3 separate regions of the Sus scrofa genome follow, and regions 1 and 3 are each linked to region 2. A link is a contact called in public Hi-C and promoter capture Hi-C data. All regions are on one chromosome and are shown on one strand. Each heading gives the region's core, a stretch centred on a gene start, on an enhancer-like site or on the middle of the called end of the contact. The rest is flanking DNA. Distances are from core to core; before and after follow the strand shown.

Region 1 (2,974 bases), core at 409-2,908, 150 kb before region 2:
AGCTAGGGGTCCAATCGGCCTACACCACAGCTACAGCAACTCAGATCCGAGCCTCGTCTATGACCTACACCACAGCTCACAAGAATGCCAGATCCTTAACCCACTGAGTGAGGCCAGGGATCAAACTGTCAACCTCATGGTTCCTAATCGGATTTGTTTCCACTGTGCAATGAAGGGAACTCCAGAGATGGAGTCTTTAAAGAGTTAACTAAGAGTTCCCGCTCTGGCATAAAAGGTTAAGGATCCAGCTTTGCTGCAGGTGTGGCAGAGGTCGAAGCTGCAGCTCATATTCCACTCCTGGCCCATGAATTTCCATATGCTGCAGGTGCAGCTGAAAAACACAAAAACAAAAAGAATTAAGTTAACAGGAGGTTATGAGGCCTTAATCCCATATGACTGGTGTCCTTGTAAGAGGAGATTAGGGAGTTCCCGTTGTGGCTCAGTGGTTAACCAATCCGACTAAGAACCATGAGGTTGTGGGTTCAATCCCCGGCCTTGCTCAGTGGGTTGAGGATCCGGCGTTGCCCTGAGCTGTGGTGTAGCTCGCAGACGCGGCTCAGATCCAGTGTTGCTGTGGCTCTGGCGTAGGCCAGCAACTACAGCTCCAACTGGACCCCTAGCCTGGGAACCTCCATATGCCGCAGGAGTGGCCCTAGGCAAGGCAAAAAGACTTAAAGAAAAAAAAAAAAAGGAGATTAGAACATAGACTATGAGAAGACACGGGTAGAAGACATCCATCTACAAACCAAGGAGCAAGGCCTCAGAAGAAACCAACATTGCTGATACCTTGATTTCAGACTTGTGGTCTTATCATCATTTCTCCCACCTATGAGAAGGTGACTCCAAGATAGTCCTCCAGAAACAACTTTTAAGATGCTGGTAAATTTTTCTTTTTCCTTAAAAAAATTTTTATCTTCATGGCCTTGAATTTTCTTTTCTTTTCTTTCTGTTTTTTTTTTTTTTTTTTTTTTTTTTTTTTTTTTGTCTTTTTGCCATTTCTTGGGCAGCTCCTGCGGCATATTGAGGTTCCCGGGCTAGGGGTCGAATCGGAGCTGTAGCTGCCAGCCTATGCTAGAGCCACAGCAAAGGAGGATCCGAGCCGCGTCTGTGACCTACACCACAGCTCACGGCAACGCCGGAACCTTGACCCACTGAGCAAGGGCAGGGGTCGAACCCACAACCTCATGGTTCCTAGTCGGATTCGTTAACCACTGCGCCACGACAGGAACTCCTCTTTTCTTTCTTTCTTCTTCATTTTTTTAAATTTTGGTAAGATGTACCTATCGTAAAGTCTGTCATTTTAACCTTTTTTTTTTTTTTTTTTTTTCTTTTTCGGCCGTACCTGCAGCAGGCAGTTCCCAGGCAGGGGATCAAATCCTAGCTGCACCTGCCACCTACGCAGGGCAGTGCTGGATCCGGACCCTGCGCCGCAGATGGAACTCCTACAGGACTGTTTTTTAATGTCCTTCCCCTGAGTAGAGAACGCTAAGGGCTGTAGCCAGACCTGGCAGGTTTACTTTGCTCTGGAGAAGTAAACCAGTAGGCGCCCTGCCTGGAAGATCAGTGCAGAAAGACTACTACTCCCAGAAACGCTTTCGCCGCTGGCTGGAGATTTTGCCCTCTACGCCCTAGTCTCACGCGGAGGAGATTGAGCATGCGCAACGGAAACTGATCCTGGACGCAAGGCTGCGCGGACGGGGACTGCATCTCCCAGCAGGCCCTGGGGGCTTTTTTTTCATCCCCGCGTGACAAGCGACTTCCGGCGTGGAGGGGCGGTGCGGTGCGCGCGGTTGAGCCCCTGCTGTTAAAGCTAGGGAAGCTGCTGGGTGGCAGGGGGAGCGCCAGCCGCCATGGAGGCCGTTCCCCGCATGCCCATGATCTGGCTGGACCTGAAAGAGGCCGGTGACTTCCACTTTCAGTCAGCCGTGAAGAAGGTGAGTGCGCCTCCCACCCCCCACCCCCCACTTTTCCGGGGTATCTCCGTCGTCCGCCAGCGCGTGACGCCCCCTGCGCGTCCATTCTCTCCCAGGCCCTGTCGCAGGGTCGGGTGAGGCAGGAACGGCCTCCGCTGACTTTCCTTAGCCTGGTCCACCCACGCGAGACCGCAGACCATTTTCTCTTCTCGCCCGCCCGGGGCTAGCTCCCGCTGTCTGGTTGGAACCAGCTTTTCCACTTCTGGCCCAGGGCTATCCACGGTTCCCACCAAGGCACCTCACTTCCTCTGTGTGACGCTCTGGATCTAGTTCTGCCCGCCCCCTTTTCACGCCAGGACTGTCCCACGGAGATCAGTGGGCGTCCCCCTGTGACCGTCTGGGTGGAATGGTTGTGCCCGGCGCTCGGTGCGCAATCAGTCCACGACCCGACTAGGATGAGGATGACCCACTGGAATGCTTGATCTGCGATTGGAGTTTCTCTGACATTTGATGCAATTCTCTTCTGATCTCAGAAGAACTCTAATCTGGATCCCATTTGGACCAAAAGATGCAGTTCCATGTCATCTGGGGGAGGGTTGCTGCTTTTCACGACTGCTCAGAGAGGATAAACAGTGTTGAAGCTCCTGGAGAGACCTTCGCAGTCGTTTGTTGAATCTTCATTTGGAGGGAGGAATCAGGCAGGTTTAGCCTTAATGGAGGGAAGGGAACGCTATGGCGAGATCATGTATGGCCGGTACAAAATGGGGCCAGGTTTGTCGACTGGGAATCAGGTGCTGTCTGAGGCATGTATCTACTGCCTTGGGAAGGACCACTGGTAGCATTGAGAGTAAGAGGGGAAGTGAAAAGTAAAACCAGGAGGCCCTTGGAGTTTGACATCCTTGTGGTTTTAGCACAGCGTCTGCCAAAAGCTAGATGGTGCACCACTCAGGTGCTTGAGAAAAGAAATAGAAGAAAGAAAATTGGTTAAAAAGTAGTTTCCCAAGAAGCTCTCTCTTTCTCTCTTTACACCCCTGCCTTAGTTCAGATACTAACAGTTTGTA
Region 2 (3,070 bases), core at 328-2,827:
GACAAGAACCGCGGGGCAATTAAAATGCATAAGGATCTACTGAAAACTATTTGCTTGGCGCTATTAAGTCATAAAAAGGCTTTACACCCTCGGTGTCTTGGCTGCCGGAGGAGCTTACCATTTCATTAGGAAAACAATAGTTGTGAAATAAACCAAATATGTTCCTAGGAGAGGTAACACTTGGACTAAAATGTAAAAATTTTAGAGATGGCCTAGAGCGCGGGAAAGAGGGTGTTGAAGCTGTGGTGCTAAAGGTGGGCTGAGAGCTGCTTGAAAGAGCACAATTAGAGACCATAAGGAGGAAGAAGCGCAGCAGCGTTCAGTGCGACCCGCCAAGCGCTCCCGGGCCAGAGGAAGGCTCAGGACGGTTAAGAAGCGGGTCCCATGAGAAGGGTAGAGGGTGGAACTCTCCTCTCCTCTCGGGCAAGCACTTTTGGGCGCCAGGACGCCCACCTTATTGAACATGCATAGAGCTCGCTGGTACACGTTTGTGAAGTTAAGCCAATCCAAAGGTTGGATATGCTTCCTGTGAACCTCAAGGGCACACACGGCCTTTGAGAAGGCGCAATAAGGTCGAGATGCCCACGTTCCGCAAGCCCAAGAGTCCTGTCCAGTCCCCCAGTGGGCCCTCCGCGGACTACAATTCCCAGGCACCCCCGCACCTCCGGACCAACGTGTAATTTCCCACAGGTCAGAGTGCGCTTCATCCGGGTACGCCGTCTTCCGCCATGCTCCCGGGACCCGCCCATTTCCTGACGACCTTTACCTGCTCCACCTTGTCAGGACTGGTGTTGAGAAGGTTACTGAGTTCCGAGAACATTCTCAGCTCTGCGAAGGAGCGCCCTGGACGAAGAGATGGGGCTGCGGCAGAGACGGCTGAAGCTGGAGAGCGACACCCACCACTCAGGCCCGTGCGGCAGGAGCGCGCATGCGCAAAGCCTCTTCTAAGATCCCGCCGCAGCCAATAAAGCGAGCGCCCGGACCGGGCCGCTGCCTGCGCAGGCGCCGCGACGCGCATCCGGAGCCAGGGGCCAGGGGCCGGGCGCCAGGCGCCTTGGACAGTGGTTCCTTTGCAGGCCCTTCGTAGGGGCTCCCCAAGGTACCAGGCGACTGGGCCTCTTCCTCCTTCCCTTGGCTGCGCTCTCTCCCCAGCCCAGGACCTCCGGACTGTATAGCCTGTCGAGCTCCTGTAGTGTGTGCCACATTTCTAGAAGCTTGGCTACATCGCCTAACCAGAGGAGGGAAGATGCCCGCCCTCGTGAAAAACAAAAGACAAACATAATCAACACGGAATGGGCACAACATTGTAAATCAACTATACTTTTTGTTTTTAATTAAAAAATAAACGTGAAATGATACATTGAAAAGTTCTATGGAAAAAAGAAAAAGCATACAAGGAAGTAACAATGGGGTATGGGTAGGTTTCAGAATTAAAGGTGTTGTCAGGGTAGGGTCACTGACCAGATATGATTGGAACACGCCCTGTATGCTCCTCCTCGGGGCTTTCGCCCTGTTTCCCCCTCGTGGAATGTTCTTTTCCCAGATAATAAGCCGTTCAAAAAACCCCCGCGTTTTTTACGTCTTTACTCAGCTATCACCTTGACAGACCTTCCCTGAGCATCCTATTTAAATTGCAAACTGTCCCTTTCCCAGCACTTCTTATCCTTTTCACCTGCTGTTATTTTTTCTGTAGCTTTTATATGTATAGTTTTTGTTCTAGCCCAAGCAACCTCAGATCCCCAGAGACAAATCTGTAATTCGACAAAATTAAGTTTATTTACTCATTGTAGTGAGGGAGATAGCACACAAGCAGAGAGCCAGGAACCTGTCACCAAGCAAAGGAGAGAGTTGTATGACGATGTGGGGTTCAAAGGGAATTTAAATGAAGCACAGCTGCATGTACACGAGTCAAAATCTGGCTGGGACTGCAAAGCAGACCAGGGTCTCCATGGAAACTACAAGATTAGGATAGATTTGGAATGCAGTCATGATCTAAAGCTCTGCACCTGGGCTGGAAACTGAGGCTGCCTCTGTGTCAAAATCACTTAGATCCTCTAGCCAAGGGTGGGATGTTTCATGATTACTGCTGTGTGAAAAAGAAGGCAGGCCGTGTTATCCAGGAGCTACTTTGACACAGCTAGGTCTCAGTGTTTCCCTGTTGAGCATAAACAATTTCACAAAACATCAACATCAATTGATTATGATGGATGAAGACAAAACTAGACCGCTCCATCACTGTGATGAACACGAAACATGAACATTGTCTAAGCCACAAACAAAACATTCCCTCTCCCAGCTAATAAGAGTGCTGCTTGGAGTTCCTGTCGTGGCTCAGTGGTTAATGAATCTGACTAGAAACCATGAGGTTGCAGGTTTGATCCCTAGCCTCGCTCAGTGGGTTAAGGATCCGGCGATGCCGTGAGCTGTGGTATAGGTTGCAGATGCTGCTTAGATCCCGAGTTGCTGTGGCTGTGGTGCAGGCCGGTGGCAACTGCTGCTTCTCGGAGGTCCTGTCATGGCAGGGTGGAAACGAATCCAACTAGGAACTGTGAGGTTGTTTCGTCGCAGACTTGGCTCAGATCTGGAGTTACTGTTGCTGTGGTGTAGGCTGGCGGCTGTATTTCTGATGAGACCCTTAGCCTGGGAACCTCCATGTGCTGCAGTTGAGACCCTAAAAAGACCAAAAAAAAAAAAAAAAAAGAAAAAAGTGCTGCCTCTCTACCACTGACATAGCCTCATTCTAGTTGGCCCTCCATATATAAGATTTATTAAGATACATAATCATAGAATTAACATCTATTACTCAGCCACAAAAAAGAATGAAATAATGCCATTTGCAGTGACGTGGATGGACCTAGAGATTATCATACTGAGTGAAGTAAGTGAGACAGAGAGACAACATCACATGATATCACTGATGTGTGGCATCTTTAAAAATGATACATATAGGAGTTCCCGCTGTGGTGATGTGGGTTAAGGATCCAGTGTTGCTGAAGCTGTGGCATAGGTCAAAACTGGGGCTTTAATTTGGTCCCTGGCCTGGGAACTTCCATATGCCTCAGGTGGGGCC
Region 3 (2,741 bases), core at 116-2,615, 230 kb after region 2:
AAAAAAAAAAAAAAAAAAAAAAAAAAATTGACTAAGCAACTACTAAGGGCAAGACAATTGAGTACTAAACATGTTCCAGGACACACTGCAGTGAACAGGCCTGACAAGGTCCTCACCCCAGTGGCTATGGTCCATAATGGGGGAAGTAGAGAACTGAAAAGCAGGGACACAGACAGTATTTTTGGTATTCTGCTTTCTAACACCTTCTAAGGGAGTCATCTCTAATTATTTACATAAAGGGTGAGCTAAGGAGTTCTCTTAGGGTGCAGTGGGTTAAGGTTTCTGAGTTGTCACTGCAGTGGCTAGGGTTGCTGTTGTGGCTCAGGTTCAAGCCCTGGCCCAAGAACTTCCTGCCTTGGCCACACGACTTGGGGGCCACCGAAAAAAAAAAAATTAAGAAGCTAAAAAATGTGTTATTAACAAAGGACTAAGTCACAACTTTCAATACCACTGACTCAGTAGAACTTACACTCCAAGGTAGGAGAAACAGGTTATTGAAAAGAATAATCTTAAAAAGTGGTATGAAGAAAACAAAGGTGACATGAAGTAGGGTGTAACATAAATAGGTTCTCAGGGAATGCCTCACATTATGTACAAGTGAACATTATCTCATGCAACCCCCCTATACATAACCAGACGTAAGGTGAGGTAAAAGCCCCTTTTAATAGGTCTCATCAATAGTCTGATTGTATTAACCAGCTGTTACTAATGTCCGGGTACAATCATCCACAGTCCTGTTGGCATTTCAATAAGAGGTCACCTAACCTTAGCCACCTAACCTGTGAAGACTACTCTCTAAATAAAACTTGCAGCTACTTTTACAACTCTAGCACAGTTTTAATAACCACGGTTCACACACCTAAAGCAGCCAACAAAAGAGAAAGATTCACACCCTCCGGGTTGCTGAGCTCGACCTGCTCCTTCACAGAGTTCGCCCCGGGAGCGTGGGCTCCAAGGAAAACCCAGAGGGCCGGCGGAGCCCAGAGCGCGCTGGCGCCGAGAGCGCACCGCGGGGGCGTGGTGGTCCAGGCTCCTGCCTTTGTTGTCCCTCGTGGCGCGCGGGGGGAGGGGCGGCCCGAGGCCCGCGAGGCCACCAGCCGCCCCCGGCCCCCTTCTCGTGGCCTCCCCGCCCTACGGGCGCGCGAACCTACCTTCTTGTAGTGCTTGCCCAGCCAGACCCGCACCGAATCCAGCTGGGACACCGTCTCCGGGCTCTCCCAAAACTTGCTGGCCGGGCCGCCGTCCTTCCGCCGATAAACAGCCAGGCCAGCCGCCGCCGCCACGCCTCCCGTGCCCGCGACGCCCGCCGCCGCCCCCAGCCCCCCCCGCCGCCGCCCGCCGCCGCGGCCATGGTCGCCGTCCGTCGTCCCCACCGCCTCGCCCGCCCCGGCCCTCGCGGTATTCCCCGTTCGCACGCGCGCGCGCGCGCAGCCGCCACCGCCGCCTCCCGGCCCCGCCCAACCAGCCTCCTTCCGGCACAGATACCCGACCCCGCCCCTTCTCCGGACCGGCGCCCTAACCGACAAGGGCACGCGCACACGCATGCGCAGCACTCACGCCAGGCCAGCCGCAGAACAAATCCACCCGCCCCTTCCGTCATCTGGGGCTGCCTGCGCATCCTCTCCGCCACCTAGACTCGCTTTCTGTGCCTCTGGCAGTTTCCTGGTTCCCTTTGTCGAGTCGTTATGCAGTCTACAGGGGCACGGAGATTCTTTGTAATCGACTGTAACCGCCCGGAGAAAAGGGATGGTGTGAGATGTTCCAAGGGAGAGCCTATATGCGGTGTCGCATGCCGGCGGAGGAACCCACAGTCCAGGTGGGAATCTCTGCCTGCCCCCACTTGCCCTCAGACTTTCTTCACGAAGTGACCTTGTCGGCCTTTACAAAACACTCACATGGGACGACTACCTTCGACCATTCTTCGACTTGACACATCTACATCTTACACCCTATCAAGGCTTCAGCCACACCAACTTGTCCCTGCCTCGGGGCCCTTGCACCAGTTGTCCCCACGACCTGGACACCTCTTCCCCTCTAATTGTCACTTAGGCGCTTTCAAATTCGTATTTCACAAAAGCAACCCCTGACCATTACAATCTTTTTTTTATTTTTTTAATTTCTGAGTGGCAGGTTTATAATTTGTTGTTTTTTTTCTGTATTGACCATACAATCTTAAGTTTTTGTTTTTTTGTATCAGCGGCATGTGGAAGTTAACTGTCCAGGGATTGAACCCGAGACCTGAACCACAGCTGCAGCAACACCAAATCCTTAACAGAGTGTGCCACTAGGGAACTTTTTGTACAATCTTGAACAATCATACTCATTTGACATTCTCTGCATAGTTGGTCTTTATTTTCTTCTCAGAGAAATTACATGAGAGCCTAAACTTTACCTGTTCACAGGTTCAGTGCTGGGAACAGGGCCTGTTATTTAACAAATGTACAATAAATATTAGATGAATGAATGAACCACAAAGAAGCAGAAGGGATTTAAGTTATTAGCGAAGTGTTATTGGCCATTATGGAGTTTTGAACACAGTGCTAGCTGACCTCAGAACAGCAAGTGACTAATTTCGAGAAAAGTCTGGCGAGTTTTTTGAGACCAACTTTTAAGAATGAATAGAATGTGATCAGGGAGGGAGTTCCCATCGTGGCACAGGGGAAGGGAATCCGACTAGGAACCATGAAGTTGTGGGTTCGATCCCTGGCCTCGATCAGGGGGTTAAGGATCTGGCGTTGCCG

Evidence for each region. Promoter capture Hi-C pulls out the DNA fragments that hold promoters and counts their contacts. A called contact is a pair of places that touch in the nucleus more often than the background predicts.
Region 1: a Hi-C map of liver shows a contact between it and region 2, with 11 times the contacts expected there. The contact joins the promoter of PTPN23 here to the promoter of ELP6 in region 2. A contact is called at or near these places in 6 of 47 Hi-C or Micro-C datasets (heart right ventricle, liver and skeletal muscle) and 1 of 2 datasets of contacts at active chromatin or transcription factors (alveolar macrophages).
Region 3: a contact with region 2 is called in a promoter capture Hi-C map of fetal skeletal muscle, with 2.6 times the contacts expected there. The contact joins the promoter of SMARCC1 here to the promoter of ELP6 in region 2. A contact is called at or near these places in 1 of 5 promoter capture datasets (fetal skeletal muscle), 2 of 47 Hi-C or Micro-C datasets (adipose tissue and embryonic fibroblasts) and 1 of 2 datasets of contacts at active chromatin or transcription factors (alveolar macrophages).

The regions. Positions count from the first base shown.
Region 1 is chr13:30,189,001-30,191,974 of Sscrofa11.1, forward strand. It overlaps PTPN23 (tyrosine-protein phosphatase non-receptor type 23), which reads left to right and starts at 1,659. Exons shown (of 25, transcript XM_021068730.1): 1 at 1,659-1,934. The coding sequence starts at 1,851.
Region 2 is chr13:30,340,375-30,343,444 of Sscrofa11.1, forward strand. ELP6 (elongator complex protein 6) reads right to left here and starts at 1,578. Exons shown (of 7, transcript XM_003358419.4): 1 at 767-1,578. The coding sequence starts at 1,018.
Region 3 is chr13:30,574,905-30,577,645 of Sscrofa11.1, forward strand. It overlaps SMARCC1 (SWI/SNF complex subunit SMARCC1), which reads right to left and starts at 1,366. Exons shown (of 29, transcript XM_021068731.1): 1 at 1,319-1,366; 2 at 1,152-1,316. The coding sequence starts at 1,351.